3 separate regions of the Mus musculus genome follow, and all the other regions are linked to region 1. A link is a contact called in public HiCAR-type data. All regions are on one chromosome and are shown on one strand. Each heading gives the region's core, a stretch centred on a gene start, on an enhancer-like site or on the middle of the called end of the contact. The rest is flanking DNA. Distances are from core to core; before and after follow the strand shown. Region 1 holds the start of Mysm1 (myb-like, SWIRM and MPN domains 1). Region 2 holds the start of Cyp2j9 (cytochrome P450, family 2, subfamily j, polypeptide 9). Region 3 holds the start of Cyp2j13 (cytochrome P450, family 2, subfamily j, polypeptide 13).

Evidence for each region. HiCAR-type assays count read pairs that join an accessible place to other places.
Region 2: a HiCAR-type map of astrocytes shows a contact between it and region 1, with 2.9 times the contacts expected there. The contact joins the promoter of Cyp2j9 here to the promoter of Mysm1 in region 1. A contact is called at or near these places in 3 of 39 promoter capture datasets (3T3-L1-derived adipocytes, cranial neural crest and hippocampal neurons) and 1 of 115 datasets of contacts at active chromatin or transcription factors (astrocytes).
Region 3: a contact with region 1 is called in a HiCAR-type map of astrocytes, with 5 times the contacts expected there. The contact joins the promoter of Cyp2j13 here to the promoter of Mysm1 in region 1. A contact is called at or near these places in 1 of 39 promoter capture datasets (hippocampal neurons), 2 of 115 datasets of contacts at active chromatin or transcription factors (astrocytes and bone marrow-derived dendritic cells) and 1 of 9 other capture datasets (pancreatic islet).

The regions. Positions count from the first base shown.
Region 1 is chr4:94,977,501-94,980,820 of GRCm38.p6, reverse strand. It overlaps Mysm1 (myb-like, SWIRM and MPN domains 1), which reads left to right and starts at 1,721. Exons shown (of 20, transcript NM_177239.3): 1 at 1,721-1,817. The coding sequence starts at 1,756. Gm12694 (a long non-coding RNA gene) reads right to left here and starts at 1,700. Exons shown (of 3, transcript XR_867913.3): 1 at 1,045-1,700; 2 at 1-163.
Region 2 is chr4:96,589,936-96,593,255 of GRCm38.p6, reverse strand. Cyp2j9 (cytochrome P450, family 2, subfamily j, polypeptide 9) reads left to right here and starts at 1,771. Exons shown (of 9, transcript NM_028979.2): 1 at 1,771-2,120. The coding sequence starts at 1,911.
Region 3 is chr4:96,075,868-96,079,187 of GRCm38.p6, reverse strand. Cyp2j13 (cytochrome P450, family 2, subfamily j, polypeptide 13) reads left to right here and starts at 1,648. Exons shown (of 9, transcript NM_145548.4): 1 at 1,648-1,929. The coding sequence starts at 1,720.

The DNA.
Region 1 (3,320 bases), core at 472-2,971:
TGGCTCTTGAGTTAGAGACTGGTGTTTCTATTTTGCATTTCCCGATTAAATCCAACAGGCACCTTTAAGTGCCTATGCTCTGTCAGGCAAGCTGTTAGCATTGATTACTAGATGAGTCCTCTGACAATGCGCAAACAAATAAACACCATGGTTCCAGGTTGCCCTGAAAAGTAAAACACACTATTCAGTTCCTAAAGCACGGGGCCCTCATTTTACAAAATTCTTCTGCCTCTCCTGCCATCACACTCTCAGGCTGAGGTGTGAAGTAAGCTCGTTTTATTGTTTCGTTCACTTATTATGGGGTCCGCATAGATCCAACATAACTCATACATCAAGTGAATGATGTATTGTATTCAAGCTGCTACTGATCGACCAAGGCCGGAGAACATAGAACAGAGTCCGGAGAGTGACTTTTTAGGGGAATTACATAGCATATTTAAAGGATGAAACCATAAAGTAAGGGAGGGCAAGCAGGGTAGGCTGTAGCTTCGGCCAATCATATTTTGACCATAAAGGGTTGAGCATGCGAATTTCCACCAATCAGAATAGGAGCTGGTTCCTGGGCCTGGGAACAAGAACTTAGTTTGACCCTACAGCAAGCTGGAGAGTGTCCTTGAGATGGCTGGACTCAAACTGCTGTCTCCTTACAACTTTCCCTGAGATGACTGGACGCAGACAATTGTCTCCTTCTAAGTTGTCTCTGAGATGGCTGGGCTCAAATAGCTGTCTCCTTACAACAGAAGCTCCCCCAGGGCCTGGGACCTTGAATTTAGTTTACCCCTATGATTAAATGAAGCCTGAAAACGACATGGTAGTACTTAAAAAAAAAAAAAAGAACAAGTTTATTTTGCGGGGCGTGGTGGCGCATGCCTTTAATCCCAGCACTTGGGAGGCAGAGGCAGGTGGATTTCTGAGTTCAAGGCCAGCCTGGTCAACAGAGTGAGTTCCAGAACAGCCAGGGCTATACAGAGAAACCCTATTTCAAAAAATCAAAACAAAACAACAACAAATCAGGTTTATTTTGCTGGTTCCCAATACACTTACCTGTCCAACACAGCTTCTACTACGTGAGACACTGTGCTGAACGCAGGCAGTGTAAGGACTACCAGACAGGTTTTATCCTTAAAGAAGTCACAGTCTGATCGAGAAGACAATGAGTCATGGATTCTAACTGTATGAGAGACAGATTTGAGGGCAGAAAAATGCAGAAGCAAGACTCTGATTTCTTGGAAAACCGTTAAGTTCTTTGCTTCACAGATTCCCAGCAATGATTTGTATGTATATGGCAAACACTCAGGGCAGAGTTTAAAAGATCAATCTACCAAGCTCTCTGTTTGAACAATCACGTCAGTTTTCTGAGTCTATTTACTTATCCATAAAATAAAATCCGTGAAACCTGCATCCATTCCACTGGGTCATTCTAATAATTCACGGTGGCGGGCGGGGCGGGTAGGCGCGCGCGCGCGTGTGTGTGTGTGCGAAAATGAACCAGAGACAATGGATGCCACAAAGCAGGGTCTCTCGCCTGAATGGAAAAAGATCTGCTGTGAGTTAGCCCACGTAAGACGTGAGAGAAGTGAGATAACCCATGCGGTCCTTGGGGAAGCAGCTTTCACGCAGTCTCCTGGTCTTACTCGCCGGAGTTCCCCGGAAGTGCGCCACGCCAAGGCCCCGCCTCCGGCCCTGGGCCCGCCCCCGGTCCCGCCCCGCCGCATCTCGCGGGATCTCGCGAGTACGCCTGCGTCAGGTGCAGTCATGGAGGCGGAGGAGGCGGATGTGGATGTGGAAGGAGATGTTGCGGCGGCTGCACAGCCGGGGTGAGGCGCGGAGCGGGGTCCTGCGGGCCGGGCTGTGCTAGGCAAGGGTCGGAGGATGCGGTTGGCCGAGGGTCCGTGTGGACGGCGTCGGGACCCGGGGTGCTCCCAGCCGGAAGTCGGCCGGGTCCGGGAGTGGACCCGGTGCCCCAGGTTGCACTGTTTATCTCCACTTTCTGGGCTGCGATGGACAGTGTTTAATTCGGATTCCTACCTGCATTCGCGCTGTCTCAGGCGCCTCACAGCATCTTGAACACTGGCGTCTAATTTAGTCCTGCGCCCGCTAGCGACCTGGTCCAGTCGTTTGATTCCTCCTTCTCAGAGCAAGTTGTTGAAAACTTGGGGGAAAGGCAGCTTACCCTAAAGGATCCAGATTTTAGAGTTGGACAAGTCATGTTTGCCTTTTGCTTTTGCTCTTCCTGTTTACTGTCACTCTGACCGTGATCAAGGCATTTGAGGCATTTCCAAGCAAGGCTCCGCTTGCTTGGAAACCAAGAATCACTTGTCGATCTTACTGTTGTAAGCATCGAATGAAATAATTCTGAGAGATGTTTTAGCATATGGAGAATGCTCGGCAGATGTTTTCTTTGCTGTGTTAGGATAATGTAGTGAAGACCCAGTTAGGGGTGTCATGCCAGTGCCTGCAAGGACGGGCAGTGTGATTTTAAACTGAACCTGATTTGACACGTGCCTTTAGGAGGACGCGGTATCCCTCCTTTTAAGTAATGGGGGCCAGATAGGACCTCCTGTAGAAGCCAGGTACATTACTTGTAACTTGTCAGCGACTTCGTTAGAATTCTGCTGAAGTACATACTATTACTAGTACTGCTCCATTTTCAGCCCATATAGTTCATTTGACAGGAGGGCTGCTCCACTGTAGACTGCCAGTCCTCCTCTATAAGGCACCAGAATAAGAAGCATTTTAAAATAGCCAGTGAGTTCTTAAAATGTGATGAAAATGAGGGGTAGTTAACTTCACATAAATATTTTCTCAAAAGTTCAAAAGTTACGTGGATAGCCTGAGATAGCAATAACTCTACACCAGTGTGATATATCAGACTTGAGCAAGTGCTTGTGATGTTTGAGAATCGGTGACCTCAGTGGGCGAGGGCAGTTTGGAGTTCATAAAGGAATTCACCTGGTGTTCAGTGACCGTCACCTGAAAGCATTGGCTCTGTGCCTCTCTCAAGGGTTCGTTTTAACTTTCCTGGTTGTGTTTAGTTTTTCATCCCTTTTTCTTGTACCATTTTCTTGACACTTGAGACTACTGGTGGCATGTTGTAATGTTAACCTCGTATGTTAGGTCTCAAAGGAGAGACAAATGATTACCTGAGGTGCTGTATTACAGTGGAACTGGCCTCCAGGTTCTTAAAGCATCCTTCAGTCTTGCCTGTTGCAGGGTATGGCTGGCATACCCTGCCTCCTACCCTATTTTCTTTAGCCCTGAAGTTAGTCTGCCCTTCCCCCAGCTGCCCTTCTCTATATAATTCAGCCATTTTGGCTATC
Region 2 (3,320 bases), core at 522-3,021, 1.6 Mb before region 1:
GTCTAAATGAAATGTCTCCATCAAATCCCTACCCTCAGAACTTAGGGACTCCTGTAAATGAGGAGGCAAAAGAGGGAAAGAGCCAGAGGAAATGGTGAACACCAGGAGAGCAAGGACCTCTCTGAATCCCCTAAGATAAGTACCTAAGAGCGAGCAGAGATTCTGCAGCAGCAAGCCCGGGGCTTCCATGGGTCTGGGTTAGGGCCTCTGGACATGGATTTCAGCTATTAGCTTTGTATTTTTTATGGGACTCTTGAGTGAAAGAATGAGTGGGTCTCTGGCTCTTGTGTCTGCTTTGGGGACTCTTTTCCTACTGTTGGGTTGCAGTGTTCAACTTTGATACCGTAGGTTTTGTCTTGTTTTGTTATCTCTTAGAAACCTGTTCTTTCCTGAGAGACAAAGAGTAGATTCACAGGGAAGGGCCTGTTGGGAGAAACTGAGAAGAAGAGAGGAAGGAGAAATTATCATCTGGGCATAGTGTATGAGAAAATAATCTGTTTTCAACAAAAGAAAAAAATCAAAAGAGGATTGAAAGAATACAAACAAGCTAAGCTTTGTTAAGTTTCTCTTCTTATTCCTCTGTCTCCCTCTTAAGATCTTGGAGAGTTAGAAACTTCAATTTATCTTTTTTAATCAATAAAAAGTTTGTAAGCAGACTGTATATCTATATGTTTAGTGCCTATGCATGTCTAGCCTGATATGTGGCTTAAGGGTCTCCTATATGTGGCACAGGGTGGAAAGTTCCATGCTGGAGACCAAATGTGCTTGGAGATTCTCATGGAAGAGCCGAGAGAGAACAAGCTGGAGATCTTTATGGAAAATGAAACAAACCAGATGCAGAAAGGCGAAGACAGCTTGTTTTCTGCGGTACTAGCCTAGATTAAACTGTGTTTGAGTAAATGGGGTCAGGGTCTGGGACTAGAAATGGAACCATGGAAGGAAAGGAGCAAATCTTTAGGAAGGTACACTGCCAAAATGCAGAAGGGGATAATCTGGGGAAGAGCAGGACCTACAACAGTAGTGTAGGGAATGAGTGGAAAGTGCCAAATATATGCATAAATATTTGTGAAAAAACATGGACATGAAAGTGCCCGTTAATCAAATTCACTAAATTATATACTAACCCTAAAAGTTAATAGGGAGGGAGGGAGAGTGCAAAGTGATGATGGAAAGGCTTCTTAGCATGGTCAAGGGCTGCGGTGTTCAGTTCTCTAACACTACAAAAGGGGGTAGGGGAGAATCAAGACCAGGGTGTTCTTTCTGTGAAGAATCTGTGGATTCACTTAATTCACTGTGAATAGCACTCAAAGCTGGTGAGCTCTTATAAAGAGGCCAGAGCGCTCCCTGGCGTGCAGCCCAGAAACATGGGCTGATACTGTTCCTGTTTCAGAAAATTGCAATCAGTGGTGAAAGGTTGTTTATAAAACGGGAGATCAGATGCACATGATACTCTCTGGGTTGCATGCAAATCACAAGCCTAGAACCAGAGAAATACTTTGTTTATGAGCAAGGTTCTTAGCTAGTCCATACATGCTCAAGTGGCTTCCCCACCCCCAAAGGAATAGTCTCCAAAGGCTAAGACTTGGAACTTGGAGAGGGGCGTGACGGAGAGTCTTGAGGCGGGGCCAAGGGGATGTTTGGGTCCTTAGGAAGACTGGGTAAAAGTGAAAGAGCTCTGGAGACAAAGCTCTGTTAAGACTTAGGGAAGCAGATAAACAAGGCGGGCCAAAGTTGCTGAAGTGAATAGAGCAGGGAGGAGGAGTCTGCAGGCGACAGATTGGAGGGGCCCTGTAGCGATTTGGGGGTTTAAACCACAGGCCTGGTTCATTCTGGGAACTACAGGCAGTGTCCTTGGGGAACTGCCTCAGTTCAGATTCTCATTCCTCCAAGAGCCTGCTCTGATATCAGCCATGCTTGCGGCAGCCGGCTCCCTAGTGGCTGCCATTTGGGCTGCGCTCCATCTCCGGATTTTGCTGCTGTCTGCTGTCACCTTTCTGTTCCTGGCTGATTTCCTCAAAAACCGTCGCCCCAAGAACTACCCGCCAGGGCCAATGCGCCTTCCTTTCGTGGGTTGCTTGTTCCATTTGGACCCCAAGCAGCCCCACCTATCCCTTCAGCAGGTAGGAAGAGGCAACACTGCCTGGCTGCATCCTGAAACTGTATATTGCCATCAGGAACTCGAGGATGTAGCCGAAGGCTGTTGCTGACAGCCCACTAACCCAGAGATAAGGTCTTACAGGTTACAAACAGTTGTAGATTTTCTTGATATCTGTCGATGAAAGATTCCCAGAGTGATTTTATGGCCAGAAAACTTACTGTCTCTGATTTTAAAGTCTTTTAAGTATGTCAAGGTAGATTTGATGACGTAATAATTTATCCTCATAAACACGTTATGTTGGAGTAAGAAATAGGATGTCCCAGATGTTGGTTACACTACCTATCCAGTTTTGTTTTGTTTTGTTTTGAAAGTGTGTTCTCCTCTTGACCTGTGTACATATCAGTTCTCTGATTTGTCTTATTGAGCCTAGTTTGGTCCTTTTGCATCTTTGATGACTGCTCACCTACTGACTTTATCTAATCCAGAGAAAGATGCACTGAAGTTTCCAGCTCCACTAAAAGTCTGCCTGTTTTCCCACTGAGTTGTTGTAGCTCTCCCGCTTGTCCTGGAAAAATGGTTATGAGTACATAGTACCTGTATAGGACTGGAAGGTCTTTCTGCTCTATGACCCTCTTCCCACGTGATATTTCTTATCTACAGTAATTTTCTCTGTTTAGATAGTGAATACTCTGCCATGTGTGACCATCCCTGTCACTTTCCAGTATTTGTGAAGATTGGCTATGTCTGATTATTTATTGCTAATTTGAGGATTTAAACCCATATTTTTCCTTCTGTTCTCCCACCCATTTTTTTTTTAAATTCTGAGTTCTCTGTGTGTTTTTTAGACACTTTCCAAATACTTGCCTCTCTATTCCTCTTTGCTCTTTTCTTATATCTCCTGGATATCCTTGTATCATCCTCCCAGCAGCTGCTCAGTGTTTGTTATTCATTGCTCACATTCGACTGACTTTGTTAACACTATTTTTTCAGGGGAAGCAAAACAACTACAAAACTAGAGGACCCTATCCTCTCTCTATGGCCCAGCTGCCTAAGGTGTTTCCTCCACACACACTAAGAACTACACCAGACACTAACCTGCTCTTCAGTGTCCTGTGCAGCTGGAACTTAAAGGCGGAAAAGCCTCTTGTCTTTGCTCCTTACTCCTCTCCCATAGATTCATTGTTGTTTTGGTTTGTTTTGTTTTTGTTGTTGTTGTTGTTTG
Region 3 (3,320 bases), core at 399-2,898, 1.1 Mb before region 1:
CTGTTCCTTCCCTTTCCTTCATGTCTTCCCTGTTTTATGTAAAGTCAACTGCTTAGACAAAGGGAACTCTGCCAGCTTCCCACACCCATGACGTTCTGAGAAAGGAGCTGATGCCTATAGCTTTTAAGACCAAAATAGGTGAATGTACACTCAATGAATTTTAATTTCATGAAAAGCTAAAACCCCAGTTGTCTTTAGACATTATTCCAGATGGGCATTAGGATCTTTGCATGATAGAAACTTAGCATAATTTCCTCAGATTAATAGTGGATGGAATACTTTCTGATCTAGGGGACACTAGGAATGTCTAGAGCAAAACAGAGCTATGTAAGATTGGTGATGACCAGAAGCCAAGTAATTATGGTAAGATCATCATTATGTCGTCCAGGGTAGGAGAGAGGTGAGATTGGTATGAGGCAGGAAGCTGCTAGCTGGCATGAGCATATGTATCTATTTCTTTCCCCTTCTTTCATTTAGATACAAAAGCATGCATGAGAAATGGGGTTTCACTACAACTGAAAGAATAATTTTTTTAAAGTACTATTGAGAGTGGTAGATTTGTCTGTAGTGATAGTTCATTCACAGATAGTTAACTCTAAAAATAGAAAAGGATGTTGCCTTAAGTCTACATAATAAACTCAACCTTTGAATACTTTGCTCAGCTCATAGCATAAAGAGATAAGGATAGATAAGATTTCTACATGTTTATTATACTGGCCACAACTAGACTGCACATAATTTTGTCTTGTCTGTCTATGGTAATTATTTCTACATGTTCTTTTTCTGTCCACAGAAAAAAAGTAAGTAACAGAACCTATGACCACTTCAATTTTTTATTTATTTGCACTGGATACAAAATCATATGTAATTAGGTGGTATATCCAATTAAAGTATGTGCATAAGTGCATACTTATAAATGTGAGTGTTTGGGTTATTCATTAAATAGCTTGATAAATGCATACTATAAACATGGGTAGATTAAAGTTTTTAAAACCTAGTAAAATGGTATTTTAGAAATCCCCAAGTTTCCAAGTATTTTGGTTTGGGGACTTTTGTTTGTTTTTTTGTTGTTGTTTTAACACACATTTTCCAGTGGACTAACCCTCCACAACAGGTAACAGGCACACTGGTCTTTCTTTAAGGCTATCAAGTTGTCTTTTCATCCTGCCTTTGTTCCAGGACTATTTATTTTAAGGGACTATGGGTTATTGGTGTCTCCAAGTGTTCCTTCTGGATGATTCTAATCATAGGCAAAGTCCAACAGCCAGGAAGAGATCATGCAAATACCTCCACTTAGTTTCTGTGGGCCAGCTCTCTAGGAGAGGGAAATGACCGAGGGGGGGGGGCAGAAGGAGGGGGGAGGGGGCGAGGGGTGCTGTGAGGGGGCATTGTCAGAAGTGGAGGCATGCCAAGGGACTGGGAAAAGTGTGAAGGGACAGGGCAGAGAGCACTGGGCTGTCTAATTAGAGGTAGGGTCCTGTGCTAACAGGAAAGAGTGGCTAAGACCTAAGAGGCTAAGAGAGGGAGGGGTGGGATGTTACTGCCTCTAGGTCTCAGGGCCTTAAGAGAAAATGGAAGGGCGTGGCTGGGGGCGGGGGGCGGGGTGGAGTGGAATAGATTTAGCTGAGAGCCCTGCAAAGGTAAAATCCCTGAGCCTCAGCTCAAACGCTAATTCCCCTGGAAAGTCTGCTCAAGTGCTCAAGCGCTCAAGTGCCAGCCATGCTCGAAGCCGCGGACTCCCTGGCAGCTGCCTTCTGGGCAGCTCTCCATCTCCGGACTCTGCTGCTAGCTGCTGTCACCTTCCTTTTTCTGGCTGACTACCTCAAAAGCCGGCGCCCCAAGAACTACCCGCCAAGGCCGCCGCGCTTGCCCTTTGTGGGCAACTCGTTCCAGATGGACTTGACGCAGTCGCATCTGGCAGTTCAGAAGGTAGGAAAGGGAGAGAGTGCCTGGATTTGCCCTGATCTAATCTTGAGCAGCTGAAACTTCCAAAAACAGAGGTGGTAGTGGGCAGGGTCCTGTGCCTCCTGTTTGCAATCACTAACCCCAGGCCAAAGAGTTAGCTTCTAAACATTCCCTTTCAAGAAATAGACTGAGGGAACAGCCACCCAATAACTGGACCAACAACATAAGACCCACTCCAAGGGCAAGCACCAATCCCTGACATTATGATACAATGTTATGCTTACAGACAGGAGCCTAGCATAACTGTCCTCTGAGAGGCCTTGCCCAGCAGCCGACTGAAAGGAAGCACACACCAAACATTAGGTGGAGTTCGGGGGTCTCTTGGAAGAGTTAGGGGAAGGATTGAGGGCATGGGAACTCCACATAAAACCAACAAATTCAACAAACATGATCCCTTGAGAGCTCACGGAGACTGAACCACCAACCTAAAAGCATACAAGGACTGTACTTAGCCTAGCCTCCCTTACAAACACAAACACACACACACACACACACACACACACACACACACACACACACACCACACACACACACACACACACACACACACACACACACACACACAGCAGCAGCAGCAGCAGCAGCAGCAGCAGATGTGCAGCTCAGTCTTCATTTCGGTCCCTCAACAATTGGAACAGGGTCTGTCCCTAAAGCTGTTGCCTGTCTGTGGATCCCATTCCTCTCACTGGGCTGCCTTGTGGCTCCCTCCTCAGCTGGAGAGAAGTCTGGCCCTCCAGAGACTTTGTCTCAGGATCCTGGGATACTCAGTGGGGGGCTCCACCTTCTCAGAAGAGAAGGGTTGAGGGGCGTGGGAAAGAAACTGAGTAAGTGATGCACTGGGAGGCGGAGGAGGCAGTGTTTGGGGTGGAAAATGAATAAATTAATTAATGGGGGAAAAAAGAAATAAGCAGTTCAATTTACAAATAATTAGAAAATTTCTTATTCTTCTATGTTGTGTTTGCATCGTGGTCAGAGAAAACACTGTATAATATGCCAAGCTCTGTTTGATGACATAATAATAAATCATGATAAAGACAGATATGCCCTGCCACTTTAAGAAGTGTACGTAAAGCCAATAACTCAGCTTAGTTGATTAGAGTGCCACTTCAGTTTAAAAAGGAAAAAAAAAAAGTATGTGCAGATGGTCTACTCCTCTTGACTGGGTTTTTTTTTTTATAAATGTCAGTGCTCTCTTACTGAGACTTATTTTTTTCTACATCCTTGCTGACTGCTTATTCATTCATTTAGAGGAGGCTGAAGCAGAAGGAAACTGCTCAGCTTTGCCCCACCTCAGAATGCCTTTTCCCTCTTTACCCATACTGTCTTTGCCCAAATTGTGGGCACGAGGTTGACAA